2 separate regions of the Mus musculus genome follow, and region 1 is linked to region 2. A link is a contact called in public Hi-C data. All regions are on one chromosome and are shown on one strand. Each heading gives the region's core, a stretch centred on a gene start, on an enhancer-like site or on the middle of the called end of the contact. The rest is flanking DNA. Distances are from core to core; before and after follow the strand shown. Region 1 overlaps Zbtb16 (zinc finger and BTB domain containing 16). Region 2 overlaps Zbtb16 (zinc finger and BTB domain containing 16).

What was found. Hi-C and Micro-C count contacts between places; a contact is called where the count stands out from the background.
Region 1: a contact with region 2 is called in a Hi-C map of cerebral cortex, with 2.3 times the contacts expected there. The contact joins two enhancer-like sites. A contact is called at or near these places in 3 of 484 Hi-C or Micro-C datasets (3T3-L1-derived adipocytes, cerebral cortex and nephron progenitors) and 1 of 9 other capture datasets (embryonic stem cells).

Annotation. Positions count from the first base shown.
Region 1 is chr9:48,757,825-48,764,158 of GRCm38.p6, forward strand. All of the region lies in intron 2 of Zbtb16 (zinc finger and BTB domain containing 16), which reads right to left. Among named protein-coding and RNA genes, the nearest start is that of Zbtb16, 75 kb to the right of the region's middle. Within about 2 kb of position 2,782, at least 95 of the 459 cell types and tissues checked have an H3K27ac peak or open chromatin away from gene starts, as enhancers often do. A contact at or near this core is called in cerebral cortex, where this site is marked.
Region 2 is chr9:48,647,575-48,654,017 of GRCm38.p6, forward strand. It overlaps Zbtb16 (zinc finger and BTB domain containing 16), which reads right to left. Exons shown (of 7, transcript NM_001364543.1): 7 at 4,223-6,443. Among named protein-coding and RNA genes, the nearest start is that of Gm32280, 19 kb to the right of the region's middle. Within about 2 kb of position 1,712, at least 101 of the 459 cell types and tissues checked have an H3K27ac peak or open chromatin away from gene starts, as enhancers often do. A contact at or near this core is called in cerebral cortex, where this site is marked.

The sequences.
Region 1 (6,334 bases), core at 1,532-4,031, 110 kb after region 2:
TCACCACCGCCCACATCTGCCCCTCCCCCTCCCGGTGTCTCTACGTCCCCGCCACCCCCACCACCCCTGCATCCTCCCTCTCCTCTCCATTCAAAGCAAGATGCATGGATTTTGGACATTTGATTACTTTTAAGTATATATTTTTCCCTCAAATAGACTGAATACAATGGTTAGGAAATGTGACAGAAAACTATTCTGAGCCATTTATTGCCTTAATACCCACCTTTGTCCAACAGGCAGTTTTGACAACAGCGATAAATTCCAAATTTATGTCAACAGAGCATATGTTGAACACCTCATTTCTGAGCTAAAGCGGCATGCTGCCCTATAAATCACCGTTCTGTTTGAAATGAAAGTAGATTACAGGCCTGTGTTATTGAGCAGTTAGAGCTATAGTCATATAAATCAGAACTTTTAACTCTAGGCAATCCGTTGTGCAATTAACTAAAGGGTACTTTGTCATTTCAAGGCTTGTGCACATGCTTGGCAGGGCACAGAGCTACCGGGAAGGGGGTGGGAAGGGAAAAGTTTGCCAGCAACAGGAGGGCTGAGGACTGCAGCCTCTACCCAGCACTGCCATGTTTTACCCCCAGCTACCCTCTGCCACACACTGCTGAGCCTGCTGAGGCCGGACACTGCCAAAGTCAAGCCTGAGATCAACATCTGCTACAAAGACATCACAATCGAGTTTGTCTCCCAGGCACCTCTGGTGGGGCTCTGTCAAAAGAGGACTTGCCTACCATGTGCAGAGACCTGGATTGTCCTAGCCACAGCATCACAAAGAGGCCAGAGACACACAAGAGGTGATTTTAAAAAAAAATTACAAATAATAATATTTAGATGATGTCAGTAAGGAAGAACGAATAGATGCTTGTATGACACACAGCTAAGCTCTTACAAGGGCCCTACTCTGAACACTCAGTCCTCAGACAATCGTATGAAGCACCAATTATTTTTATTTCTATTTTGCTGAGGAGAAAACTGAAACACAACAACAACCAAACAAAAACAAAACAAAAAACTCTGCTTGCCCACAGCAGTGCAGATGATCAGGAGAGAGAGCATGGTACCATTAAGGCAGTCCAATAAGCTAAGAAGCCAGATTCTGGTGCTACAACGCCCTACACACAGACCCCAGGTCTACAGTGGTAGACTGGGAGTCTCAGTTTGTTCACCTAGGAGAAGGGGCAGAAACAGCAGCAGTACTGCACTAGGCTGTTGAGGAAGGACCGCATGTGAGCAAGCACAGAGATGAGAACCGTGGGCTGAAGGACAGGAAGAGACACCCTTGCTCCCTGATCAGCCTGAAGTCCCAGTATTGTGGACCAGTAATGTAGCCCCAAGACACAGACCTGGACAAAAGATACTGACGGTAGAGAAAATGACAGAGGGGATCCAAAGAGGAGGAAGTGTTGATGTGTCAATATGCCAAAAAAAAAAATCCATATATGTCCAACATGTTATGGGGGTACAAAAGAGGAACAGAGAAAGGGTGGGTGCTGAAGTTGAAATGGCACTGAAGAGAGCAGAGCAGAGCTGGTTTCTACACGGAATAGCTCTCTCTACCCAGGTAGTGCCAAGAATGGAAACCCCCCTGTATGTCTAAGACTTGAGCCATGGTAGCCAAGTACTCAGGAGACTAGTCTGACTCATCGCAAGGGGTCTCACGGAAAAGGAGGAACAGAAGTGGTAACCTAGGCTGGCTTAGGCAGGATCCTGGCAAAGAGGATGGGGACTTTGCTCACACTGCTACGCCACTGAAGAGCCACCAAAACCTTTCTTGGAACCGCGGAGTTAGCTGGGAGCAGAAGGTTTGGTGTGGGCAGGGACCACGGAAGCGGAGAAAGGAATGAAGTACCCAAATTCTAACTTGAGAATGACGATATTTCCAAAGATAGTCATTAGGTCAGCCTTGCAGAACAAAATGGCAACACAAGATGCTCCTAAGATGGTGAAAGAAGATGCTTCTATTTCTAAAGGTCCTTGGCTCCACGGATTATAAACGACCATGGTAGAAAACCTGAAAGAGCCCAAAAGAGCCTTTGCTTCTGTCTGTTATCCTGTTGTTGCTCTGTTATTCAGTTCAGCATGCCACCACCACCACACAGCAGAGATGTCAGCTAGAGTGTGCAGTAGAAGGGCCATGACATGTTACTTTGTCCCTTTAGCAGGTGACTGTGCTACCAATTCAATATGGTGGGAAGCAAGATCACTCGGCGTCCCTTCTCTCCAGAACCTACAAAGTCTGAAGACAGGAGGTTTCGGAGGCTCGCTGGTCATCCACTAGCTGAAGAGTGTGAGACTCTGCCTCAAAATATGAGGTAAAGAGTGACTGAGGAAGACTTCTGATGCCAACTTTGGGCCTCCACCTACACTCCCACACACACACCACCTACAGAAGGGAGGAAGGGAGGGAGAGAGGGAGGGAGAGAGGGAGGGAAGATGGAAAGAAAGAGGGGAAAACAGACACTGAGAGAAGAAGTGAAGACACCGTTGAAAACAAGAGTCTCGCAATTCGGATGCCGCATCTTAATGACCACAAAACCCAGGCTGAGGAAGAAAAATAAAATTGGCAAAGGCCTCCTTTGAAGTGGTCTCAAGACTGGGCTGAGCAGATATCAAGGATCCAGCAGGCACTGCCCAGCAGCATAGCAATCAGTCCCGGCTAAGGTCAGCACTCTGGACACTCGCCAACTGCAGCAGATCTGAGTGGCTCGGAAGGGTTCCGACCACAGAGGCGGGCCAGGAAAGCAGGAAGAGCAAGCTCGAGAAGGGCTGTGGTAGCCTAAGAGCATGGGCCTGACGTGCTCTGTAAGCTCCAATGCTAGCCTTCCCGTCATGACATATGGCACTACAGAACATCTGGCCTTGGAGACAAGCCAGGCATTTGCTTCTCCAACCTCCTCCACAGCCTCCCATTCATGGAAAACTGGATTTCTTTCGAGAATATTGAAGTGACAGGCCCTTCCTGCCAGTTACTGTGCTTGGCCACTTGCCAACACTCTCAGTCTTGTTCTGTAGCTGGAACCTAGTAAGTTTTATACATACATACATATATATATATATATGTACACACACACACACACACACACACACACACACACACACACACACATACATATATTACAGAAATGGGTATCCTCCCTAGAACCCTTACCACACACATGTGGTCAAGTCAGCAGCCCCCACCCACCTCCACACACCACCTCTCACCATCTGGTTGAGCTTTCTGAGGGGTGGGGTGGGGGGAGGGGAGGAGAAGTCTCCAGGAGATAGCTGTTTAATATTTGAAACGTGGAGGGGCCCACGAAGCAAGCACGTTCCATTTAGAGAAGCGTTAGGAAGTTTTATAGTAAACTGAGGTTTTCCCATCTCCAAAGAAAACCCAAACAGGCACCTGGACAAACTATCCACCGTCACAAAGGAGCCGGCAGGCAGGAAGTACAGTAACAATAACCAGTAGGAAAGAGGAAACCAAGAAACGCCAGGGAATTGGATGCTGGCCCTGTTTCTTCTTTAGAACTGGAGAGTTACCTTGACCAGTCAGTAGCAAAAGACTATGAATCAAAAGTGGCAGCCGGCAGGCTGGAGAGACAGGTCAATGGCTAAGAGTGCTTACTGTTCTTCTAGAGGTCTGGGGTTCATTCCCAACACCCGCATCAGGTGGCTCGCAACGATCTTTAACTCCAGTTCCAGAGGACTCTGACGTCCCCTTCTGGCTTCATCAGGTACCTGCATATGTGTGTGAGAACAAACATGCCTGTACACACACACACACACACACACACACACACACACACACACACACACACACCACTTTTCTTTCCCTTTTTTAAGTGTAGGCCTCCAAGTTTCTCCACTGGTGTTGGAGTATGATCTTCCACGTAGCAGCAACTGCTCCATCTCTACACGCTCACCACGCACGGTTTCTTGATGCACATGTTATAAATCCTTACAGAATCACTCTGAGAAGAGGAAGAGGCGGGCCTCTGCCTCTTTTTGAGACTGAAACTGGCCTGAGACAGGCAAGAAAACTGGGAGTATACATGAGCCGCTCCCCTGAGAAGAAAGGAATGAGCAGTGGTCTTTCTGGCCATTCAAGCCGTCTAATAACGCAAGGCATGGGGCCAATCGCAGTGAAGGACTTTCAAAGGAACATGTCATACTGGGCTATGTCTGCCAAGAGTCTATAATCAAGTAGGGAACACAAGACATTATATACCCAACAGGAACAAGGGAGAGGTGAGGTGACAAGAAGAGGGAGTTCCGAGGCTTAAGGCTGCAGGAAGAATACCAGCAGCTTTGCGTGGAAGCTCCAAGCAACCTATGCAAAAAATAGCCTGTTTTCTATATGTAAGATTATTGCCATCTGGGGTCACACCCACCTCCAAACCTCTATCCCTCCTTCTTTCAGTTCTTACATCCTTCCTTGGCCTCTGCTGCAAACTTCTAAAGTCTACCAAGACTGAAATAGCAAATGCTACCCACCCCTGAGTCACACAGTCTGTCCCCCACCCCCACAGTTATAATCCATACCTGGCCCTAAGAGCCACCTCCTGCCTTCCCCACACCACCAACTTAGGGGCACAGGCATAAAGAGTGACGCCAGCCAACAGCTGCCGTGCATCCTCCTAGCCTGGACCCTTCAGGTTCCTCATTTTGTACTCAACACAGCATACCTTGCTTGCTACCTTCTTCATGAGCCCACTTCATGAAGAACTACTGTGTTTGCCTAAGTGGTCCTCACCAGTGCAGAGAAGAACACGGTCTATACTTCATCACCAGAACAAGATGATGTGCTCAGACTGCCACGCAGTGCTTCACCCCCGATTCTGGCCTGTTCTCTGAGGCCAGGAGGGAAACCTCAGCAAGACTCACAACACTGTCCTCCAATGCCATTGCTTACTGTCTGTTCCACAGAACCCACCCTGCTCTGACCATGGAGAGGGACACAGCCAAGCTCGCTGAAATAAAGTAACAGAGTGAGCAGGCATGTGTATCTCCCTCCCAAGAGACACATGCAGTCTAACTCAAAGGCACTGGCCTTGTTGGAAGCCTCCAACCTCTCTCCACAAGCAAGCTGCAAGGATTTAGAAGCCTGAAAATCCTCCCGTCTCATCATATAAATACGTAATTGTCATCTCGAAATCCTCTTTGTATCACTTCTGTGTACCCAACCAATACATCCACCAAGTTCCTGCCCAGGGAGGGTGAGATGTGCAGAGAGCCTTGGGTAGCCTCTTCATCTCTTTTCACTTCCTTTTCTTTCCCAAGGCACTTCCATCTGGAAGGCTCTTCCTCACAAGAGCCCAGGAGCAAGGATGCCAGAACCTTCTATTCCCTACCATGCCTTTTGCTACTGTTGAGTCTGAAGACCAAGACAAGGGGTGGGGAAGGTACAGAGCTTCCCCAAGGAGAGACAGCTCTGCTTCATAGTGACGTAACCACAAAGGGTATGCAAAACAATACCCGATCAAAAGCCAAGGAGAACGCCAAGGGCAGTCCAGGAGGCAGATGTAGAACAGGCCTGAGCTCCCAGAGCCCAGCAGGCAAGGGTAAAGCTGAGATTCAGACTATATCAAACACTTATTTCCGACTTGCTCTTGGTAAGAGAATCTGTCCTGGGAAGCTGAAGGGATGGCTCTGTGATTATAAGTGTATAATGCTCATCTAGCAGGCTGGAATACAGTTCCCAGCATCCACGACAGGCAGCTCAAACCACCTGTAGCTGTAGCTCCAGGGGGGGCTCCAACACATAATCAAAAATGAAATACATCTTTAAGAGATGTATGTCTTCATCTGGCACACGAGAAACCAGTTGTACCCCTGAGTATATCAGAAGCCATGCTTGATGCTTGGGAGTCTGGGGAGTCTGGTAAAAATATAGGCCACTTAGCTCACCTGCGAGAGACAGACAGTTGCGTCTCTGTCCCCCTCTGAGAAGTCACACTGGGCTAGTTCCCCCAAAGTAAGAGTGCTCTTAGACACTGTGATCTGACCTGTCACCAGGTCTAAGGTAACTGTAGTCATAGCAGGCATCTACAGACTGTGCATCCAAGCCAGATGAGCACGTACTCCTGGAGGGCTCCACTGATGCCAACCAAGAACTCCCACCATGTTTCAGAGGCCAGAAGGCCTTTCTTCCTCTTCACCGAGTCCCCACCAAGCTAGCTACAGCTGAAACCACAAAGGCCTCACTTTCCTGCATTACACGTGGGTCACTGAAGGGAAGAGAAAGAAGTCCTGGGAAAGGTATCTCACCCACCTTTACCTGTGAAAGGAGAAGCCTCTTGAGGCCTGCCAGACTTTAATCTACTGCTGTAGATGCTGTGTT
Region 2 (6,443 bases), core at 462-2,961:
ACAAAACCGTGTTCTCTCGCTATTATCTTGTCCAGGGAATTCAGTTAGGGTGGTAAGTTCGGGGGGCTCTATGTCAGGCTGAGAGAAGCTGGGCAACAGAGAACAGCCAGAGGTGTGTAACAAGGAGCAGCTGAAAGCCACTGGGCTTTGCTATTAATGTAGTCAGTAAATAAATAAAGGAGGGCTTAAGCTGAGTGTACAGCAATCAGTTTGGAACTACAGGGTAATTAGCTCTGCAGGGGGCCGCAGGGCTGCAGAGTCAGGTTTAAATGAGAGAGTTCACTTTCACTGAGGCACCCCTGGGGTGCAAAGAAAGCAGCCTAGGGGAGTCAGTCCGCCAGCACTCCGGGTAAGGAGTGGCCAAAGAGCTGTAGCTCTGGGTCTGGGAGCACAGAGAGAGCTAGGGCCTCCCGGTGGGGCAAAGCCTTCCGGTCTGTGTGGAAACAGCTCACCCTAGACTGGACCAAGCCAGGTAGTCCCCAGCTATAAAATGCCACTGTCCTGAGCCTGTCACGCCTTCTTCCTTTAAGGTGACCTTAGGAACAAATACAGGCGCAAGAGCCCACACTGAGCTACTCTACCTGCAGCATGGATACCAGTTCTTGATGTCATGGGGAGATGCCTAGGTGGGCATGTGAGGGGCGTCTTCCTATTTAGCTCCATTTCCTCACCCTTGGCGACTGCATCCTCAGTTTCAGTGAGCGAATTGCCTCTCTTCTTCCCTCTATTTTCCTTCCATGTATTCAGCAAAGATTTATTGGGCACCTGCCAAGTGCAATGTTAGGCTCTAGGAACACCAAGATATAGAACACACGGTTCCTAACCTCAAGGAACTCGATGTCTGGTGAAGGGAACACCGGAGAGCTTAGATGACAGTAATGCACTGTGACAAATGGCGGGTTGCAGGGTCTGCATAGCAGGGCACCCGATACAGTCTCAGGCATCTAGGGAAGGTCTCCTGAGAAAGGTAGCATTTGAGATGAAGCAAGACCCCGGGGAAAGCTGAGAGGACCAGGAAGCTTGCGTTGTGCTCTGTTCAGCTGGTGAAACAGGGTGACACAGGCCGCAGAGCACAGGACCCTAAGTCTCTAAAACCATCCTGGTGATCAAATTGACTCTAGCAAGGTAGGGGTGGATCTAAAGAACAGATTGGGGTGTCAAGCAGGGACTACCATTGAGGTCCCATGGGGAGTTTGGACCTATCCTAGGAGTGATTAAGGAGTTTTCAAAAACGTGATAAGTTGTCTGTAGAGGGGGAGCGGTGGGGGGATATATTCTCTGCAGGATGGAAGAGTAAAGGATGGATGGATGCTGGGGCGAGAGGGACTCTGCTGGCAGCTAGGCGGAAGGCACTGTGGCTGTGGGTGGAGGGAGAGGAGGTGCTGGCAGGATGGAGCAGTCCTTAGATTCACTCTTCTTTGTTTGATCAGCTACACTCTTGTGGGTCTTGTGCAGACTTCTGTTAATTCTGGGCTTCAACTCTGCTCCCTGAGTGACATCCAGAGCCACTAAAAAGAGAGCCAATCAAGGGTGTACCAGAACCTCGGCAGTAGTGACAGAGAGCACTGGACAGGAAGGGACCGCAGGGAAGTAGTGAGTAGAGGAGGCTCCCAGCCAACCAAGCCAAGAGCACAAGTGGGATGATCCCCATCCACCCAACCTGGACTCTATCTTTCCAGTCCAGCTGCCTGTCCCCTCTTCTGACCTCAGCCTCGTGCCCCGCCCCACCCCCACCCCTGGCGGGGCCTGCCCTAGAGGCAGTTCCCCATGCTGCGGGCTGGGGCAGAGGGCAGCTGCGGCCCGCTGCCCAGGGAGGGAGGAGGGGCTGCAGCAGGCCTCGGAGGAGCGTTCTCAGGCTGGCCTGGCCGGGGCCCCTTTCTCTCCATGAGATCATATCTGGGTCAAAGAGCATGTAAAGCAGGCAGACCCCGGCGGTCACACAAAGCCCATTCAGCCAGCTCCTATTCACTCACCTCCTCTCCCCAAGAGCCCGCGCCGCCGGGACCCCAGTGCAGTGCCTAAGCCCCAGCTTTGATGTCCAAGAACAGAAAACGGCGATTAAATGTTGTTTTAAAGAGGGAGTGCCCACTGCCCTCCCATCTGTCAAGAGAAAGCTGAGGCCTGAGGAAGGGGTGGGGTGCAGAGGGGGAGGGACGGAGTGCAGAGAGGGCGGGGCGGGGGCTGGCTTGAGGGGCAAGGCTTGAGGGGAGCAGATCCCAATCAAAACGTATACATCTTTGGCCAAGGACTGTTTTTGTTTTTGTTTTTGTTTTTAAGAAGCAGGGACACGTGACGTGGTAGTGAGGTACAGGGCAAAAGAAATATCCCAGAAATGAGAGTGAGTAATGGGGGAGAAAACGGAGGAGTGACAAAGAGAGATGCAAACCTGGGTGCAAGATGAGGAGAAAGAGACGGGAAAGGAGGACCAACAGAGGACCTAGGGCTCGGAAGAATGGAAGGCTTCCTGCCATGGGCTGGGCCTCTTCCTGGGAGGGTTGTTAGGGTTAGTGTGACTTCAGAGTCTCTCAGCTCAACAACCCGAAGGCCAACAGACCCAGGACCTGGAGAATAAAAACTGGAAACACACACACACACACACACACACACACACACACACACACACACACACACACGCATGCACACACACGTGTGTCAGTGGAAGTGCAGGAACTCAGGCTACACTGTTTTAGCGCTGTTAGTGACCCACTATGGAGGCCGTGACTTGGGTCTAGTGGGAAGACATGACGCTGGAGAAGAAAGGCAGAGATGTTATCAGGCTGTGCATCCAGGGCCTGAGCAGAGCTGCAGTTAGTGCTGAAGATGAGCCAGGTGGTGCTCTCCCCTGCAGCCGGGGACCAGATGGAGCCTCAGGCGTTGTAGGTCAGGCAGGTGCTATACCACTGAGTGAAAACCTCTAGCTATGCAACAGGTCATGACTGCCACAGAACCTTCTGGTGAAAGCTCTGTGTTGAGACAACTCCGAAGCTTGCTTCCCCGTGAAGAAGACAGAGGGCTATCGTACCTCAAGCCTGGGAAAAGCAGGCATCCTTTGGCATCTGATCTGGTCAGGGTTAGACCCCCGCATACTGACTGCATGAGACTGAGTGGTCACCACACACTTTGAAAAAAACGTGGCAGCTTCGGGAGTGCTGCTTCCTGAATTCCCAGTGCAGAAACTATCACTCAAGCCAAGAGTTTTTCTGAATGAAACTGTCACTTAGTGCATTGTTCCAAGGTCAAACGACATTCATACATTTAACACTGCTTCTCAACCCACACCCCAAAGCAAGGGTGTTGGGTTGATGAGATGGCTCAGTGAGAAATGGTACCTGCTGCCAAGCCTGACAGCCAGACTTGGGTTCTCAGGACTCAAAGGTAAACAGAGAGAATGGACTCCCTTTGTATTCTGGGATGGAGAGATGGCTCAGAGTACTTCTTGCTCTTGCTGAGGTCCCAGGCTCGATTCCCAGCCTGATGGCTCACAACCATTTCTGACCTTGGTTCCAGAGCATCTGAAAACTTCTTCTCACCTCAGAGGGCAGGCAGCAGGAACACATAGGGTGCACATACATATGTGCAGGAAAACCATTCATACACAGAACTCCTCCTCAACCTTTTAGTCTTCTAACCTCTATACATGTGCTTGGTGTGTGTGTGAGCGTGTGCACACATACTCACACGCTCACACACACACTAAATAAAATGTAACCGAAATATTTTAAAAGCAAGAATGGGAGCTAGTAAAATGGCTCAGTGGGCCAAGACCCTTGCTGCCAGGCCTAATGACCTGAGTTCAATCCTTGGGTTTGTGACTTGTAAATGTAGCATTAAAATGTCATGCAAAAAAAAAAAAAAGGCTGAATGTGGGGCTGAGATGGCTCAGTGGCAAAGGAACGTGCCATGGAAGGTTGGAGTAGATCCTCAGAACCCACACAGTGGAATGAGACTTCGAGAAGCTGTACTCTGACCTCCCACCCTCACCCCCCCACCCCCACCCCGCCGTACATGCACCATGGCAGATGTTCGTGTGTGTACCTGTGCATCTGTGCACACACACCGGTCACCAAATCACTAAGAATGCAAAACAATCAGGGCTTATACTAACACATTAACATTTCTCTGCCTTCATCTCCAGGCAGAAATCCCAGTTCCTCCAGTGTGTTCCCACCCAAGACAGGAAAGAAAGAGGTCGAGGCACATTTTTTAAAAAGGACACTTGGAGCCAGAGACAACTGAGTTAACTTTATTCTCTTCTAACTGCAGATTCAAGGTATACAACTGAACATCGCTATTTTTCTTATGAGACTTATAAATAAAAATACAAAAAATGTTCACTACAAAAAAATCTACTGTTAGTAGGATGTAAAAAATATTCTCTTTGCTATAGAAGGCACAAACTTCACTTGGTGACACATGGAGAAAAAAACCTGCAGCAGTAAATTCACTTTTTTTCCTTTTTTTTTTTTTTAAAGTCTTGTCAGAAACACTGAAGTTAACAAGAAATGCATCAATCTACACAGAAGGAAGGCAGGTGTGGGTAGGTAAGCGGCTGCAACGGGGAGCGCACTTCCAAGTGGACAGAAAGCAGTCTGGACTGGAGGCAAGTGAAGGCAAGGGGAGTGGTGAGATGGGGCTAACTGGAGGGAGGGAGTCGGACCTGAGGGGAGGAGAGGGTGGGTGGGGGGAGAGACAGGAGAGGAGAAAGGGGGAGGGGCCAAGGGTGGGGAGAGTGATTTGTACAACAACCAAAAGAACCAATAAAATTGAAGAAACAAAATTGGGCAACCTCCTAGAATTAGGCTAAGAGGAGGTGCTGAGGTAGACATTAACTAGAACATTGATGAATTAAAAACACTATTCTGTGATAACGAAGCAACTAGACTGGCACCTGTGCTCTCACATCAGACAAGAAAAAAAAAGAAAAAAAAACAAGAAAACAAAAAACAAAACAAAACAAAACAAAAACAAAAAAAAAACAAAAAAACAAGGAAACATGACACCCAAACCAAAAGGCTTAGTTTTGCTTGGTCCAACAGGGCCAGAGGGCCCTCAGTGCTATAACTTACATACATACATACATATATATATATTTATCTTTATATATAGGGCGATGGCATGGTGCATCATGACGGTTCTTCACCTTACGAGGATTCATGCATAACACTATGTGAACAAGTACTATGATACACTCGGGGAGGAGGGACCCTGTCTGCAAAGTGGGCCACCCAGGAGCCGAGGACTCAGAGCTGCTGGTGGGCAGGCTTGCTGGGGCTTTCTCTCCCTTCTCCTCACTCTTTCCCCTGACTCCATCTATTCTGTTTGTCCCCAACCCTTCTCTTGGGCATCTCTTTTTTATCCTCCTCCACCCATTGTTAGTTCTGCTGTTTGTCCTCCTCCAGGAACCTCCAGGTAAGTGCGGCCACCATAGCCGGGTCAGAAGATTCAGGAGAGGGCAAGGCTGTATAGAAGGGGGGGAGAAGATAGCAAGTGGGGGGTGGGGGAGATAAATCAACAGAACCGCAGCCCCCCAGCTCTTTGTGTATCTGTCTCACATTCCCCAGTGTCCACCCTAGTCTGGCTGGCTAGGGGAATGGCCAAAAAGTCTACTACCCGCTCCACTTCCCCCACCATGCCCCAAGACCAAAAGTGCTTCCTGTCTCCTCTAAGGGACACTGGTCCTCCCATCCCGGCTGCCCCCACGGTACCTGGCAGCAATACCATACATCCCTAAAAATCTGCAGCAGTTTTCTTTTTTTTTTTTTTCTCAACATGGAAAAACTGTTCAGGCACGAAGATTTACACAAGCCCGTGTGGTATCCCTGGATTGTACTGAATCACTGGGCTCACCCAGCCTTCTAACCCACCCCTTGTACCCCAGACCTGCCTTCCTCTTCTTCATGTAAAGCAACCAAGCAGCAATGACATTTCTCTATCTTATATCTCTCTTGCTATATCTCTTTCTATATATATAATATATATATATTTGTCTATCCTATATACATATAGGATTTTAATGCTTTAAATGAGCAAAGGAGTAAGCAGGGGAGAAGCACTGATGGGGGGGTCAGTGTAGTCAGAGGCATGAAGGGAGTCATTCGTAGAAACTGGGCAGGGGGAGGGACCAGTGAGCAGCTTGGATTTGCTAGGTGGGGAGAAGGTCACCGAGCTGGATAAGGCAGCAGCAAGTCGGGGGTTCCAGGGTTCTGTTAACAACATGGCCAAAGGCAGAGGCGTGACTATCCAGACGTCTCAACGAGTGGAAACACAGTTTACCCTGGGAAAGAAAGGGCCTCCACCCTTCCAGCCTCCTCAGCTCCGTGCTCCAGAGGCTTCAGACAGCTCCTCCCTGCCCACTGGCCAACAAGCCCAGCAGAGAAGGCCCTGGCAACTTCCAAACCATTTCCTCTTCCTGAATGGGAAACTGGGGGGAAGGCCTGATGGAA